2 separate regions of the Mus musculus genome follow, and region 1 is linked to region 2. Evidence: chromatin contacts called from public HiChIP or PLAC-seq data. All regions are on one chromosome and are shown on one strand. The core of a region is the stretch at or near the end of the contact, and the rest is flanking DNA. Distances in the headings are between cores, read along the strand shown. Region 1 overlaps Ebf2 (early B cell factor 2). Region 2 holds the start of Ebf2 (early B cell factor 2).

Region 1 (2,862 bases), core at 126-2,625, 69 kb before region 2:
AATTTGAGCTCTGACTCTGTACAGCTGCCAAAGGAAAGTTAATTTTTTTTTATCTAAGGGGTGAACAGCTGCAGTCAAAATTACCCTGTCATATCCATCTTTATAAGCGTCTCCCAGAGAATCCAGAGGAACAGCGAACACTTCCGACAGGATCCCTGTTTTAGTGTGATTCGGAGAGATGATCATGGTCTCAGTTTCGGGGTCTCCTTCAACATAAATATTAATGAATCCAACCACATAAAGACTCTTCCTCTGATGAAAATTAAAAATTCAGCTCTTGCATCATAGCTTTTCATGAAGAAGAATTAAGACGCCTTCATTAGTTTTAAAGGATGTGGTTAAAATTAATAAATCATTATCGAATCTAAATCTCAAAAAACCACTTGTAATCTTTTTTTCTGTGTTCTTAAATGCAATTTAATGGAGACACTTTAGGTTTTGTCTGTTTGGCAACAGGTCCAAGACACAGTTGTGAAGCACAGCTCAATAGTTAAGCTTTCTAACTTCCATAATATTTGGCAGTTCCCTATAGAACTCAAACTACCTTTCTCTGTCTTCAGAATCCCTCATAATGTTCTGTACAAAACCTTAGAAAAATGATACCATGCTGGGGTTAGCTGCCAAAAGACAATATATTTCAAATGAAGACTCCTACTATTTGGAAACTATTTCCTGTTCTTTCTTTTCTCTACTTATTTGTTAACCTGATAGTGTTTCCAGGATTTGGAAGGTTCAGATATTTTGTATTCTAGTGACATTAGGGGCTTCCTGGGGGGGGGGGGCGGGGGGGAATGGAGAATCAACTTACTTTCTCTAGGCTGAATCTCCCTCAGTGTTCAAGGTCTTTTAAACCTTCTAAGTAAACATGAATATGCATCTATTAGTGGCACTTGTGTTGTTGGGGTTGGGGGGGGGGGTGGAGAGACAGAGAGACAGAAAGAGATCAGCCTTTCCTGTGTAAATATGAACTCCTAAGCCTCTAAATGATTTGCCAAACTGAATCGAATAATAAAGGGTTTAAACTTTGCCATTTGGGGGTTAATGTGAAAGGCTTGTCAACATCAGATTGTTTAGACATTAAAAGGAACGCGCTGTGCGCCTCCTTCAAACCCCTGCTCACTGGCGTTGCAGCTCCCAGCGAATTTACCCAGCTGTAAGTGATTCCAGATGCGCAGCAGTGACAAGCTTCAGTCTCAGGGTAGTTATTCATTTCACATTAAAATCTCGTGTTCCCAGGTCTGAGCTGTTATCTGACTGAGATCAGATTAGGGAATGCAACAAGCAGGCATTTCTAACCCAGACCCTGGCCTCCTTCTCTGGCCTGGAACTCTGGGAGGTGCAGACTGATTATAAGACAGTGGTTCTAAGCTGTGTCGTTTAACCCACACCGAATACCCCCCACCCCCAGCAGGCAGGGACCTGACCACATACTTGCACATAAGCTATCTCTGTTCAATTCTGGAGAGCTCAGTACATCACAGCCTGCCCGAGCCTAAGTCCTCAATGGGACACAAGCAAGGGCCTGCGATTTTGTGATTCAGGTGTGCGGTACCCCACATGCAGAAGGGTGCTTGCTACACTCATGGTAAATGGTGAGTGATTCACTAAGCCTATGCGTTCTTTTCATTCTGTCTCCTGTCCTGAGCTGTATCTGGACCTTGATAGACACTGCAAGTAGAAGCTCAAAGGACGAAAAGCGCCAGAAAGGAGGCGAAGGCCAAGCCATTATTTTCCTTTGTTTCCCTTGTGGAGAAGACAAGATGTAGGTCCCTCCCCCGGCCAGCATGAGCAGGGCAGGTTTTGAGTCCAACTCGACTGTCTTACCTGCAATGCAGGAAGCACAAATGCTACTGGCTGACAGTGTCAAAGAAGCATTTTTAAATACAGAGCTACAAAAAGGGGCAAGAGATTGTGGACACAGAGTAACGATAATGAAGTGATGGTGGATGGCTGCCTTCCTGCTGCTCCTGAGAGGGAGCAAAGCAAGGATCTGAGCTGGTTTCATGCAGTCCCCTCGAGCTAAGCTTTGGGCCTTATTGTCATTCTTTTTTCTCTGCTCCGTTGTCACTCTGAAAAGGTGGATAGCACTGTGAACCCCCAGCTGATCAACTGTGGTCACAGGCTGCTGGGCAGCCCCAGAACCCGTCAGGAGGCTCCTGTCACTAAGATCGTCACACTGGACGCCCTGGAAAACATGGACTGAATATTGCAGCCCCCCCCTCCACTTGCCCGCCCATGCTCTCCGATGGGGAACAGACAAAACCTACAATTAGAAATGAAAAAGGTGAAGAAGGCAGGGGAGCCCCAAACCCACCTTGGCTGCAGGAGAGGGGGCGGAATAGGGGACAGACAGCCAACCACATGGAAAGAGAACAGCAGCATTTGGCTTGGCAGTGGGCAGATTTTCTTTTACGACTGCTAAATGCCTGCCTTTCTCCCCAAGCAATTACGGTACTGTTTCTCATCAAGATGGCTGTTAGCAGCCAATCTCTAAGTCTTTGCAAGTAAATCAAGGATGCTATTGGCAGCTGTCTTGGAGAGTAGCCTGAACAGCCATCCTTGTCATTCCAGAGTGAAGGACATCCCAGCAATGGTCTATATACCAAGCCAAGCTGTATATGACTGCTAAAGAAGGGCAGAGTGGGCGTCTTCCTGGCATCCAACATAGGTGGAAGAAGAAAGGCACTTATGCCTTCTGGCTACAAGTTCAGAACCAGAGCACAACTATAAGATGTGACTTTACCCCCATGGTCCTTTGGTCTAGCCAAAGGAGACCTAGCCAAGTCCCCTTCCTTCAGACCATGGGTGATATCAAAGGCCATTATCAAGTCAATTAGAAGGAACATAAAGGGATAATTCAAA
Region 2 (2,791 bases), core at 77-2,576:
GAAGATTTGGAAACAAAATCAACTTGAGGAACCCGCAAAACTGGAGGGTGCTCTTCTCTGCGGCTCCATTTTCTCCTCTTCCCCGACTACTCCTGTGCTTCGGTCCATCCTCGGCCTCTTCGGTTTGTCTGTCCCACTCTCCCTCACCCAGGACTCGCTTGCATGTCCCCTTTCCTAGAGCTCCCGGCCGCCTTGCTTTCCTTGCAGCCCCTCAGGCCTCTCCGGATCCTCTCGCCGCCGCCACCATCTGGCCGCTGGGCTCCCCGAGTCTCCAAGCCATCCTGAATGATGCTGGAGGAGAGGCGCTCGCAGGAAGCGTGGGGGAACCTAGGAGTGACCGGAAAGCCGGCTCTGCCGCTGCGCCGGCTGCCAGCTCGGATCTTCACGCGCCACTCCGCTAGAGTCCAAGAGTAAACGCCACGATGTGAGCTTGAACGCTACTTTTAATAAATTTTTTTTGTCCTCAAAGAACGGACTGTGGGGAGAAACACCCGTGACCTCGGTAGTTCAGAAACTACAGTGTCGACTGCGGGAAAAGGGTTCCCCTAGTCGCAGCGACCTGCCCGCCCAGGGAGAGCCCCAGTGCGCACAGCCAGGGAGGAGAGACAAGGACAGAGAGAAAGAGAGGGAGCAAAGGGAAGAGATATTCGGGGAGACAGACACAACCAGAGACTTTCAGAGCACAACGGCTCCAGTCTCATTACCTCTGAGCCGCGACATTGGCGTCCACCACGCCGACATTCCGGACCCAGGACCTGACCGAATCCATCTCGGCACCCAGCGACTTGTCTTTCAGAGCTGGTCCTCTTCCTAGCGTATCTTGAATCCCAAACATTTAAAAAGTCTGGTCCTCTACTGTCGCCTTAAAAGTGACTTTACAACAACACCGTCCTCACTCTCCAATGCTGCCAGCAAATGGTGTTCTCCAAAAGCAATCCGAGAAAGGCGGCAAGGGCCGAAGTTTGGGGGCCCTCTTGGAAAGAAATAGCCAGCCCGTTCCTCCACGCACAATGCAAAGTTTGCGTTTTTTATCCTCGGTGGCTTCAGATCTGCCGCCTCGGGGCTTCCACTCTAGGTCGCCCGCATCCTTCCAGCTGCAGAACGTTCTCCAGAAAGTGGCCACAATTTGGAAGCATCACCTGTTCTGGGAAAAACAGGAGGAGATAGATAGCTGCCTGATCTCTCCCCTTCCTCCTTGTTCCCCCCTCCCTGCTCCTCCCCACCGTTCCGATATAGGAAAAAAAAAAAAAATCCCCAACAGGATCAGTTGTAAGAGGAAGGGGAAGACCCGGAGCGGGGAGGAGGCGGTGGCTGAGAGCGCCGCAGAGCCGGGCTGCTGCAGCGCGCGGGCCCCATGAATGGTTACTACAACCCAGGCCGCGGGAGGCGGAGCCGAGGCCCGATAAGGAGCCTCATTTGCATGGACGCCCGGGATTGGCCGGCTCTGGGCAAGCTGGGCGGACGTCCTCCCGCGGCGTTAGCCAAGCTTTGCTTTGCCCGAAGTCCGGGAGGTGAAAGGCTACAGCAAGCCACAAGCACCGAGTCCCGACCAGAGTCCCGAGTGTTTGGCCTGAGTGGGAAAGGGGGTCCCCAAATCCTGCACCAAAACAGAGTAGCAGGACTCTGAGAGTTAGGATCATGATGGTTCTTTCCGATCGCGGGAGCAGGAAGCCAGCGCGGATTTGCCTCTAGATGCAGGTTTTTTGTCGCCTGCGGGAGACCCTACAGATTCATTCCCGGGGTTTGGACCTGTGACCACCTGTATTTATGCTTTTCGCAAACACTACCCTCAGGGCATCCGTCTTTCTGAACCGGTCTACCAAGTCTCAGAGAGTTCCAGGGAAGCAATCATTTCGTGCGAAGGCCACAAGTGTTAGAAGGAGAGGCGAGATGAAGGAAGGAGAGAGCGGAGTGTGGACGAATGAGGCTCAAGTGCAGTTTAAATAAATATACTGTGAAGGGAAATGGTGAAGGAGTTAAGGAAAACAGCCCCGGGAGGGCGGGAGTACGCACCTTTGCAGATAGGAGAGGTTGCTGACAGCTTGGCTGGCTGAGAACTGCGGGATGAAGTTTCGAATCCTCCCCCCTTTTAAAATCTCCCTCCCCAATCCCTGAAGGCCGGGGAACCCTGCGTTAGAGACACGAGGCGTCTGTGAAGAAGTCCTGGAAACTTTGTCCGCCGAGCGCTGTGGTCGCGAAGGTTGGTGGTCGGGAAGCCGAGGCTCCACAAAATAGCTGAAACCCTAGACGGCTGGAGGTGCCTATTAAAAAAAAATCCTCCTGGCTGGGTGTTATTTTCTTGCTTCTCTTTTTGTATTCTGATCTGCGCGTAGATCTGCTGTTGAAATCTAGAACGCCAGCGCGAAAACAGATTTGAAGACAATGAATGCAAATCTGTGCTCAAAGACCATCTGCCGTGGAGCAGACAATCAGCTGCGCCGCGGTTCGAGCGACTGCACCCGAGCCTCTCAGCATCATTACAGTCGGGAGTCTTTCCTCCCGGCTCAGGGCTCAGGTTTGAGTGTCAATTGACTCCTGACCGGACCCCCTAGCTGTAGGTGAGCGCTCACAGACGAGCTGCGAGAGTTCGCCGCTAGAGGACACAGCGCCTGGGGTGCACGTTTGCCCGGCGAGCGAAAAGGAAGCTTGCGCTTTCAGAGACTGCTTGAGTCTCCATTGAAGGGGACCTGAGCACGTCACTTCACCTCAGGGGCAAACTGTGACTACAGACTGCGCAGGCGGGATGGTGCTCCGGAAGACTTGGTCTCTCTCTACAGCAGTGACTGACTTG

The links. HiChIP or PLAC-seq counts read pairs in DNA pulled down with a chosen protein or histone mark.
Region 1: a contact with region 2 is called in an H3K4me3 HiChIP or PLAC-seq map of embryonic limb bud, with 3 times the contacts expected there. The contact joins the enhancer-like site here to the promoter of Ebf2 in region 2. A contact is called at or near these places in 5 of 39 promoter capture datasets (the 3T3-L1 cell line, 3T3-L1-derived adipocytes, cranial neural crest and 2 more), 5 of 484 Hi-C or Micro-C datasets (cerebellum, cranial neural crest, differentiating spermatogonia and 2 more), 6 of 115 datasets of contacts at active chromatin or transcription factors (embryonic hindbrain, embryonic limb bud, embryonic midbrain and 3 more) and 2 of 9 other capture datasets (adipose tissue and pancreatic islet).

Annotation. Positions count from the first base shown.
Region 1 is chr14:67,302,399-67,305,260 of GRCm38.p6, reverse strand. All of the region lies in intron 6 of Ebf2 (early B cell factor 2), which reads right to left. It overlaps Gm6878 (predicted gene 6878), which reads left to right. Exons shown (of 4, transcript NR_165040.1): 4 at 1-389. Among named protein-coding and RNA genes, the nearest start is that of Gm6878, 11 kb to the left of the region's middle. Within about 2 kb of position 1,375, at least 13 of the 459 cell types and tissues checked have an H3K27ac peak or open chromatin away from gene starts, as enhancers often do. A contact at or near this core is called in embryonic limb bud, where this site is marked.
Region 2 is chr14:67,233,179-67,235,969 of GRCm38.p6, reverse strand. Ebf2 (early B cell factor 2) reads right to left here and starts at 1,326. Exons shown (of 16, transcript NM_001360202.1): 1 at 705-1,326. The coding sequence starts at 835. Gm20675 (a long non-coding RNA gene) reads left to right here and starts at 2,775. Exons shown (of 2, transcript XR_874748.1): 1 at 2,775-2,791.